Regions from separate parts of the Zea mays genome. Here region 1 is linked to region 2. A link is a contact called in public Hi-C data. All regions are on one chromosome and are shown on one strand. Each heading gives the region's core, a stretch centred on a gene start, on an enhancer-like site or on the middle of the called end of the contact. The rest is flanking DNA. Distances are from core to core; before and after follow the strand shown.

Region 1 (5,824 bases), core at 2,653-5,152, 70 kb before region 2:
TGCTGCTTCATGAATCTATGCTGTGATGGCACATTCACTAAAAAAGTAGTTCTGAAAATAGTTGTGTTTAAGCAAATTGATGCACAAAGCCACAAACAAAATGTCATATCTGTTTGACAATTGATTGGTGAACTTATCATGCTTCTATTCTTGCAAACAACAACAAAAATCAATGTTATTAAAATGATGTTTAGATGACAGAACACTCTGAGGGTGTTAAAACATTAAAATGTTTTACAACTTGATGTAAAACGTCGTTTTCTAGCGTTTAAACGCCTCGTTTTGTAGTTTAAACAATGAATACATTAAACGTCATGTTTTACTCTTGCCCAGCGCCTCAACCATCGAAATGGACCTGGCCCAGTTAAGACTTGTGCAGCCCGCAACCTTCTCTGTTCTCAGCCCCTACAGAGCCATGCTCCATCCGCCGCCGCGCACTTTGTGCACGCACGCGATGCTGCCACACTACAGACCGCCGGCCGCCTCGCACTCTCATCCGTCGTGCCACGTCCCCTCGTCCTACAGGCCCCCCGTCCTGCTGTGCCTTGTCCTCATGTCCCTCGTCCTACACTTATCTGTTAAACATGTCTTTTGTAGGCCAACATTCTACACCATACAACATTACGGTCTAAGTGTCGCCTTATAAAAATTTGTCTTTTAGCTTCTACGGTACCCTCTTGTCATATAGAATGTCAGATGCTTGGCGCCACTTCATCTACCCTGCTTTGATTTTATGGCTAACATCACTTTTGATGCGGTGCAAACAAACAAAATCCTAGATGCAGACATACCCTTTCAAGTCAATAGATGGTATATCTTCTTTTGATGCCACTTTCTTTTCAGAAGAGCCTGAAAATATTAATTCACCAAACTTGATAAAAACAACTGAAGAATTGAAGTAATGAATACAAAAAAAATGGAACATATAGGAAGTGGAACATGTCAGACCTTCAGATAACTCTGGTCTGTATCTAGCTGTTCTGTATTTCTGAAACACATTGTTAGATAAAATTCAGATAGAGAATAATTTTCAGCTATTTTCAATAACGTCCAACAATAGGGCTAGATATCAGACCTGAAGATGACTTTTTACATGATAAATGGTCAAATTGTCTGCCTTCATTAGCTTCAGGACACCCTTAGGAGTTGCTTCTGCAACAATTTAAGGAAAATGTCAAAACGAATCAATCATGGGAGACATATGTCTGCAAGCAGTACGCACTTTCACTGCCACCAAGTATATTGACAGCATCCACAAAGCGCTCGTGAAGCTCAGGAGTCCATCTCATGCGTGCCTTGCCAGTATTGGAGCCAGCAGTGGGTGAGGGTGCCACAACTGCCAACGGTTCAACAGATTGAGATGAAACTGTTTGTTGGGTAGCTGATTGGTGAACTGAGTTGGATGATTGCACAGGTTGCCCAACCTATGTGAAACACAAATTAATGCATAAAGACTATAAACAAAGAGTATAGTGCAGTAAAGGTTATAACAAAGAAAAGTGACCTAGCCAATACAAGATTGATTATTACCATAGCTGAAACTGAATGTTGTAAAGGATGAGCGAATGCATGCCTAATTTTCAACTTCAAAACCCATTTAATAAAACTGCTGAACTCAAACAAGTGAATTAGCAAATTCCTAAATTATATATGTTGCTTTATTAAAAATGATCCCCAAGGCAACTAAGAGCACAATACAGCAAGTTTGCCATATTTGGTCTTGCCATTTGCTAACACAGCAAACCTCCTGGACCCTGCTAAATTTTTCCTCATGTGAAATTCCAAGATGTGAACTTGTACAGCCAAGTCAAATCTGACTGGAGTCACTTGAGGCAACACCGAACACCCTACATGCAGCTTAGTGATCATGCAGTCTAGATGTCAAACAGCTCGGTCTGAGGATCCAAAGTGAAAAAAAAGAGTCTTGACCTATTAAAGTAGTAAAAAAATGCAGAAACTTTGTGACCCATTGGTGATTTCGAAAAAGAATGAGATGCATGATGTGAACCTGCATATAACATCAGTGGTCACTACTATCCTGGATGTGTGATGAACAGCAAAAAGATGATCTTTTTAAGATTTCCAAGTGTAGATTTGTTATATCATATCAATACAAACAAGATATAATGAAAATAAGATTACAAAGCATTTGTTTTGGGAAAAAACAGGACGTGTAGCCTGTAGGACAACAACAATATGATTACAGATTTGTGGATTTGGCATCAACGTACAGCTAGGAAATACTAAGCACAAACGGGAGTACAAAAAGTCCACCCACCAAAAATGGCATAATTAACTAGCGTACCGGTTGAGTTTCTGTGGAAGTCGGGTTATCAACCATGTCCTTCCAATCCTCATTCATAAACTCTGTCCACCATTCAGTTTGCTTAGTAAGATCATCTGAAGCTCCAATAGAAGTGGTCCCAGTCAAATTATTCCCAGCAGGGACATCACCAGAGTATCCAAGAATGCTCTCAACTGGATCGGGGCACCAAGTTGGTTCAATGTCTCTTGGGAAATCGGTTATGGATGGTTCAAAGCCTCCATATTGTGACCCATAATTCAGCGTTGAGGAACTTGCAGTGCTTGGTACTTGAGAATTGTATGAATTGTGGTTGGGGTATTGCTCAGGATTTGAATGCGAAGAGAACCTTACAGACGGAGGTGAGCACAAAGGACCAACAGATCCAGTATTGGAGTGAAACAGACCACGGATAGGAGCAACAGTTGTCTGGTGAGGTGGTAGTGGAGTGCTCCTCAATTCTCTCTCCATCAAAACACTCTGTGCATCGGGAAGCCTCGGGAAGCTCTCATCCAGAGAGACTGGTATACAAGGCAGAGATGTTGGTACGGTTACAGGAACACCAGAACTGTAGAGCTGGTTGGTGCTTAACCTCTCCATCTACAAACAAGCACAAACCTCAGTTACCACCAACACAACGTTCCTCCAGTGTCCAATGCCCTTTCTATCTTGACTTTTGAACTATGCTCCTCACCTAAGATTATTGTGTCTGCAATTAGAGAAAAGGCATTCACGTTTGTGACAACAAGGAACCTTTGACAACATAAATTGAATGATACACTTGCCATGAAACAGATCATTAATCCAACTACGTCATAAAAAGTACATGCTAAACCAGAAGTCAGCCTTTGCTCAACAAATGAGTCAGACTACATAGCCGATTTTAATTGGACTGCAGGGCCATTTGGGCAACAGGCCCATCGAATTAAAATGAGAACATATCACACAGTCTGAATCGATCTCAGCAGCAGAAAGACAGCAGTTTAAGGTCCTTCCTCGGTAGCAGGAAGAAGCTGGCAACAAAGCCATACTTTTTACATTGTGAAATAAGCTATTATACAATTTTGATTCTCTGTTCATGGCATTAAAACTAGTCTGTAAGTGTCTCTACTATCAGGATTAAACGCACTCCGTGTAAATTCTACATAGACAAACAATCTTCAAAACATTAGATATATATAAGAAATCAACGAATAAATCGCTAGGCAAAGCACCACCTAACCGAGAACGACCCGAATTCCACTCGCCCACGAGCCTAGCTGACATATCTAGGATAATTTCGCACTTCGTACGAGTCCATCCACCAATCTGAACCTAAAGGCAATCATTAGGTCATTAAGGCGCGCCAACTGACTAATCGAACCACAAGGAACCGAAGCGAAACAGAATCGGATCATGATCCTAACCGAGCGCAGAGGCGAAAGAGAGAGGTCGAATCAGCAGAACCAACCGAGGCCGGGAGAGGGCTGACCTCACCTCCGCTGCGGGCAGCGCGTGGCGGGATCGGCGATGTCGAGGAAGAGGAAGAACTCGTCAACCGAACCACCTCGCCTGGCCTGGCGCCCTGGCCTGCCCTCCTGCCTCCAACAGAGCTCGAGCGAGAGGGGGGGAGGAGAGAGGAGAGGAATGAGATGTGAGGCGAGGGGGAGAACTGGAGTCGGCCTTTCGCGTGGTGGACCGCTGCGCTCACTCTGCACGCGAGAGTCGAGCCTCACCGACACGTGGGGCCACCTCGAGCGGACCCGCAGCTGCCGTGGTAGTGGGTAGAGAGGGATCGTGTAGGCAAGCGGTTTATTGCGCCGATGGGAAATGATTCTGTCAACTTGGGGGCGGACCAGCGGGTGGGACGGGTCCAGGGGACGCAGCGTGGGCCGGTTGGCATAGGGGTGAGATGGGGTCCGGTGGCAGTGGTTGCAGGCGCAATGGGCAGAGCGCGAGGGTGGGTGTGGGTTGACGGCGGGGGATGGCCGATGCGGGTTCCGTCTCGGCGTCCACAATTGGCACCGAGGAGTTCTGAGCGACGGAGAAAGGTGAGACGAAAGCCAAAAAACGCAAGGGCAAGTTGTTGCGCCAAGTAGGCCGCCCGCGGTGAATCGGTGATACCACTTGGAATGGATGGGTGGTCAAGGTTACGGCTGCTGATTCTACGGTATATAGAGCATGGGTCCGACTCGACCACCTCTCGAAAAAAGTCTGATCGGCTCCGACTTGACTAATGTTAATGTAACTAGTAAATATGGTTATAATTTTTTTTTGACCCGTAACAATTCACGGATCGAATATAAGTAGAGATGTTCAAATGGGCTGCCTAACCAAGTCTAGCCTGGACCTGTTGAAGCACGTCATGGTTAAGCCTGAATAGTTATCCGGACCGGATCGGACTATCCAACGAGCTCAAATCTCTGAACGAGCTCGACACAGGACGGGCCCAACCATGTCGGGTCGGTCCAGTAATCCCGTCCCAAAAATGAACATCGTGTCGACCTAAGCCCGCTAGCACATAAATCAGGCTTAAAATTATATCACCACAAAAAATTGAACACATTTACAAATCTATACTAACTCTATTAAGAAACATAAATCAGGCTTAAAATTATATCACCACAAAAAATTGAACACATTTACAAATCTATACTAACTCTATTAAGAACCTAATGTGGGCACCTGGTACTACCACGGCTTCACCCTCCGCTGACACTCTAGGCCCCACCTAACGCGTCTCGCCTCAGCGTCATGCCCTTGTGGGCCCCGTGCCCAGCGCTCTCTCAGGCCTCAGCTAGTGCCTGTGAACCCTAGTGCATGTCCAACAACCGACCACGACCGCGCAACTACCCTAATAAGCCCGCTAGCGCATAAATCGGGCTTAAAATTATATCACCACAAAAAATTAAACACATTTACAAATTTATACTACTCTATTGAAAACCTAATTAGGCACCCGGTGCTACCACGTCTCCACCCTCCGCTGACACTCTGGGCCCACCCATGCGTCTCGCCTCAGTTACTGCCTGCGAACCCCAGTGCCTGTGCAGCACCCGACCCCGTCCGTGCAGCTACCCCAATAATTATATAAAATTCAAAACGAGCACTCGAACCCACAATCCCTGCTCTAGAAATGTGAGGCTAACCACGAGACCACATGTACCTTAGTGTTTAAAAATAAACGATAATTATATTTAAATAAATATTTCAATATCTATTTATATGATATATAAAAACCGTAGCAAATCACGGGCAACTAGCTAGTAATCTATTAAAAACTTAATATGGGCACCTGGTGCTACCACGTCACCACCGCGCTGACACTCTAGGCCCACCCCACGCGCCCCGCCTCGGGGGCTGTGCCCTGTGGGCCCCACGCGTAGTGCCCGCGTGCTCTATTAGCTACTGCAATGTGGATCTCAGCGCCCGCGCAGCCAGCTACTACACATGCCCAACACCCGACCCCGCCCACGCAACTAACACTAGACCACATCGTGCCCTATGGGCCCCACGCACAGCGCCCGCGTAGTGCTCTCTCAG
Region 2 (5,227 bases), core at 997-3,496:
GACATTGAAGGGTCAGCCCAATTTGAAGGTGAAGTCAATTATGACCATAACATGGGAGCTATTTGGTTATAAGATCAAGTATGGGAAAGCATGGAGGGCAAAGCAATGGGCATGGAAGATGATATACAGGGATTAGGAGGAGGGTTATGAGAAGTTTACAACATTGCTCAATGTAAAGAAAGCAAAAAAAACTCAAGCATGCATTATGAGTACATCCCTTAACTCAATGAATGGAAGGATGGCAGAGAGATACTCTTCCTTGCTTTCTGGTGTTTCTCGTAGTGTGTTGAGGCCTTTAGGCATTGTCGTCCCGTGCTCTCTATTGATGGTACTTTTCTATTTGGGAAGTACAAGGGCACACTGTTGGTAGCCATTTCATGTGATGTTGACAACTTATTGGTTTCTTTGGTGGAGAGGGAGAATAAATATAGTTGGGCTTGGTTTTGTGTCTTGTTCGGATCCATGTTGTGGGCCCTGTTCGGGAGGTTGGTATCATATCTGACATACATCAGGGTATTCTTAGTGCAGTGCAAGAGTAGATTCCTGACTACGCACCCATGCACCACAGATGGTGCACTTATCACCTAGTAGAAAATTTGTTTGAGAAGGATCGTACAAAGGATATTTCCCTTTATTTGAATAAGTCTACCGAGAGCTTGTGGTTTTGTTCTTCGAGGACAAGTTGAAGGAACTAAAGGCTGCAACAAATGCTAAAGGTAAAAATTGGATTGCTGGATTGATGAGGGAACCCCAAAAGTGGATAAGGGCATACGACGCAGGTGGCTGGAGGTTCGAGTTCCAGACTAGCAAGTGTGCTGAAGGGTGTACGTGTCATGCGAGTCAATGCTATAGTAACATTTACTATCTATAAGTTTGTGGCATGGTTTAATGAGAGATACACACAGGCAAAGTGTAACACCCCCAACATCCTATTTTAGGTAAATTAGAAAACTTATTTCGTGATCTAAATAAATGTGGTTTCAAACAAGATATTATATAAAAATTCCTATTTAAATTAAGTTATCCTTTGTTAAGAAACTATATATTCAAGATTCATTCTCTAAAAAGCATTAAACTATCTCTTAAAAATAGATTTTACATAAGAAATTATATTCTCTTAAATAAAATATGTAAGGAACATTGATTTATCCTATTGTAATTCTAAATTTGGCTATGTGATCTAAACAATTCCCTTAAATAATAATGTGGTGGAGTTGTTTAGGTGAATTACTATTTTCATGAATTATATACATACAAGCATCTATTTAAATAAACACTATATACACATATATATAACTTTGCATTTCATGATAGAGTTTGATTGTTTCATTTAAAATCAAAATGGAATTTTAAACTTATACTCAGTTTTGAATTTGGAATATTAAAATAAAACAAAAAAGAGAGAAATAGAAAAAGAAAAGGGGCATGCCTTCTGATGGGCCGAAATCTTTACCCATGGCCCATTTCTGTTTTCCCTCCCCTCGCCCGCGTGGGCCGCTGCCCGGCCCACCTCCACTTCTTCCGCCAATGCCCGCCTGAGCCACTTACGCGTAGGCCCGCTCGGTCAGCCTCTATAGCCGCACGTGTGCCGTGTCTTCTTCTCACCGTCGTGTGGGCCCATCGTGTCAGGTTTATCCCCTTCACAGGAACGCCATGGGCTCAGCCTGAAAATCCGCACGGACACACCGTGTTTGACGCGCAACAACCTTGTGATATCCTTGCCGACCTGAGTATACATGCAGGCGCCGGGACACCGCCCTCTTGGCCGTCGGAAATCTGCAACCTACACCCACGCCGAGAGCTAATGATCCAGTGCCGCCATTGGTCCAGGAGAGATTGAGAGAGAAGGAGGAAGCCACCGCGTGTCTACGCCGTCAGCAAGCCTGAGAGAGTGTCGGCGGGGCGATCTCCAGAGAACCACCGTGCCCGTTCGTGGCTCTGTATGGCACTGAGGGTAACCGGACAGCTGGGGAGACCTCGCCGGTGCTGAGGAACTACCACACGCCATAGCCGTCTTCACCACGTCTCCCTCGTCGGTGAGTCAGCTACCATTGTGTGAGCCTCGCCCTCGGATTGTTGAATTGATAGCTATGCGGGGGTAGGGAGCTTCGGGGTGCCGAATCGGCTTATCGCCGGCGAGATGCCGCCGGTGGCTACAAATTGTGGTCGGTCCAGGGGTAGGCAAAGACAAGAGGGTTGAAGACATAGTTCTGGCCGTCCATCTCAAATGAACGGTCCCGATCATAACGCGCATAGCCCTTCGAGCGAGGGAATCTGAACCGTAGATCTGGCGAGTAGTGGCTCGAATTAGATCGTGGATATATTAAATCCTGGCGTAGATCTCGAATCCAATGGCCCGCGTCGCATACCGGTTCAGTTAAAAGAGTGATCTAATCTGCACTCTTAATTACGAATCCAACGACGGACATGTGCCGATACCCCTTTCGCTGTGTCAACTTTGCTAAAGAAACCCTACGTTTTGTAAAATAAAACTGTCATACCATGCAGTGTAAAGAGTATTAAAAGTAGGTCCTTTTTCTTTCGATTAGGTCCCTGAACCCTGGCATATTCATACCCGTCGTCCAGTACAATAAGTTTTGCACCAAGCCCCTCCTATTTACACTAATAAATACATTTAGGTCCCTGTTTTCCAACAATAGGCCCTAGAATTTATAAATGGAATATATAAAATAATTATTAGCATAAGATAATTCTAAAAACTTAGAAAATTTATATCTTTTACTTAACTTTGATTTTAGTATTTCTCAAACATATGATCTCGTAACGACGCATAAAATATTAATGTGTGGTTTATTTACATATTTGGTGTAATGTTATTTTTAGCTATTTCTTGTCTATCTATATGTATTGCTTCAAATAAAAGCGAGGTGACAAGGAATCTGAAGCCGAATCGTAAGTAAAAGGCAAGTTGTGTCCTTGATCACTTTCTTTGACCTAATAATGTTCATGATTCTTAATCATCGTGGCACTGTTAGGTTAAGCTGATGAGATCTAATAGGTTACCCACTTTTGTTCACCCTACACCTTGCATACAAATGAATTATCTAGTAGTCTTGCTATTGTTCTACCTAGTTTTGGGATTAATATTATATCTGAATTATGATCATGCTTTTATCATTATTGTTGGCTTAATCAATGTTCATGATAAGATTACTTTGTTAATCGGAACATGGAGCGACCACCCGAGAAAATAGTGCTACCACAAGGGTGTATGGGACACCCTTGGCTAACTAATTAGGAAAGCTAGTGAGGGACTACCTTACCCGAAAGGGGCAACCGCGGTGTGAGGAGCTACCGGTATAGGGAGGTTCTCGGGTCAATCATGTTGCGATGACTTTTTTGGACGAGGGATTCCTCTATCGCCCCCTTCTCACCAAAACCGTAGCTGGTTTTTTCAAGCTAGTGGAACTTTGTAAACGCCTCGTAGTGTACCCTCGTTAACTCACCTTGGAAGTGTTTAAGGGTCTATACAACCTCGGGCGAAAAGGGAACACGACTTGTGTGTAACAATGTGAAACCTCTGCAGAGTGTAAAACTAGTATATCAGCCGTGCTCATGGTCATGAGCGGCTCAAACCCTCACATGAGTAATTTATGGAATTAAATTTAATCTATCATACATTGCATTGCATTGCATTGCATTGTGGGATTTATTCATCATTGTGATCAATTATTTGATTGGGTTGGTATACACTTATACTTAGTAATTACTAATAAAACTTTGACCAACTTATTAAAAGCAATACTCAGCCTTAACCATTTTTCTCGGCAAGCCTTACACTACACATGAGCCCCTACCGTAAGGGAGCTCATACACATTATTTTCCACACTTGCTGAGCGATGACCGTGTGGGAGTTAATCTATCACACCCGGTTTTGGAAGGCAAACCGAATGCGAAACATGTACGTGCCAGGATCAGAAATTCACACACACAGAGATTACATAACTGGACATCATCACACAATGCTTAAATAATAGCGTAAATAGGTATTACTTTTATTACATCATGATGTCTGAAACATTCACATAGTCATTAACTTAAACAGAAATCAAAGTGCTAAACGAAACGCAGTAAGATAAGGCCTTCATAGGCTACCGACTGGTGGTTTGCCGCTAATCCAGTCTAGAACTCCTCGAAGTCCTGAAACTCCTGAAACTCCTTCACGTAGCCTTCATCTTCTCCCGAGTAGTGGTTGCAATGTGGAGAAACTGGTGTTTTATGTTGAAGGAAGGGTGAGTACACATCAACATGCTCAACAAATGTCCTATTTGGCTGAGGTAGACTAGCCGTATGTGGGGTTTAAGCTCAAAGCAGTTTCTTTTAGTTGGTCAGTTATTTATCATTAGTAGAAGCCAAGTTTTACCATAAAGCCCAAGTTGATATCCCAAAAGCACCTCCTCAGAGAGGAAAATACCAGAAACCATAAGTATAGCCACCATCATTAAACCGTCAACATTAATGTATCTAAAGTATCTCTAATCAAAGAGGATCCCAAGGCTTCTCTTAAATGTGAGCATGGCTGATATACCAGTTTCTAACCCTCTGCAGAGGTCGCACACTTTACCCACAAGTCATGATCCCTTTTCGACTCGGGTCGATCAAACCCTCAAACACTCCCAAGGTGAGTAGGCAAGGTTTCTCTACGTAGCCTTTACAAAGATTCTCCTAGTGTGTAGCCGCCCGTTAGGTTTCGCCAATCGTATAAACACTGTACTCCTCCCTAAGAGGGTGACTAACAAAACCAAATCGGATGAACCCCGACACCGCACCCTTAGCCCCATTTACTGCACAACGGCGAAGCAAACTACACCCATATTTTTCCAATTAATCAGCTAAGGGCGTCCCATACCAACCTCATGGTTGCACTATTTTCCTGGGTGGTCTCTTAATGAACAAGTCCTTTTGGAGAGGTACTCGGGAAACAGCCCAAGGCCCCTAAAGTGTCACAAGTTCATAATCATAACTAGAGTGAATCATCGTATCATAAAGTAATTCTCATCATGTTCGTTGATTAAAGTAAAGCACTAGCATGTAATTGATTATAATAGCCCAACCCAAAAAGGTGATCAAGGACATGATAAATAGAAAGCTAGTCAATCCTTAGGTTACACATGGTATGCGGGAAAGTGAATTATAAAGTAAATATGACATAATAGGTCAGATGACACTTGCCTTCACCAAACAGCTGCTGCTCAGGGGCTTCTC

The links. Hi-C and Micro-C count contacts between places; a contact is called where the count stands out from the background.
Region 1: a Hi-C map of tassel shows a contact between it and region 2, with 3 times the contacts expected there. The contact joins the promoter of LOC100285165 here to the enhancer-like site in region 2. A contact is called at or near these places in 7 of 25 Hi-C or Micro-C datasets (endosperm, leaf and tassel).

Annotation. Positions count from the first base shown.
Region 1 is chr7:40,657,075-40,662,898 of Zm-B73-REFERENCE-NAM-5.0, reverse strand. LOC100285165 reads right to left here and starts at 3,902. Exons shown (of 9, transcript NM_001294298.1): 1 at 3,779-3,902; 2 at 2,306-3,011; 3 at 1,223-1,424; 4 at 1,076-1,152; 5 at 949-988; 6 at 792-849. The coding sequence starts at 2,902.
Region 2 is chr7:40,586,365-40,591,591 of Zm-B73-REFERENCE-NAM-5.0, reverse strand. No RefSeq gene overlaps it. Among protein-coding and RNA genes, the nearest start is that of LOC100285165, 70 kb to the left of the region's middle. Within about 2 kb of position 2,246, at least 17 of the 20 cell types and tissues checked have an H3K27ac peak or open chromatin away from gene starts, as enhancers often do. A contact at or near this core is called in endosperm, leaf and tassel, where this site is marked.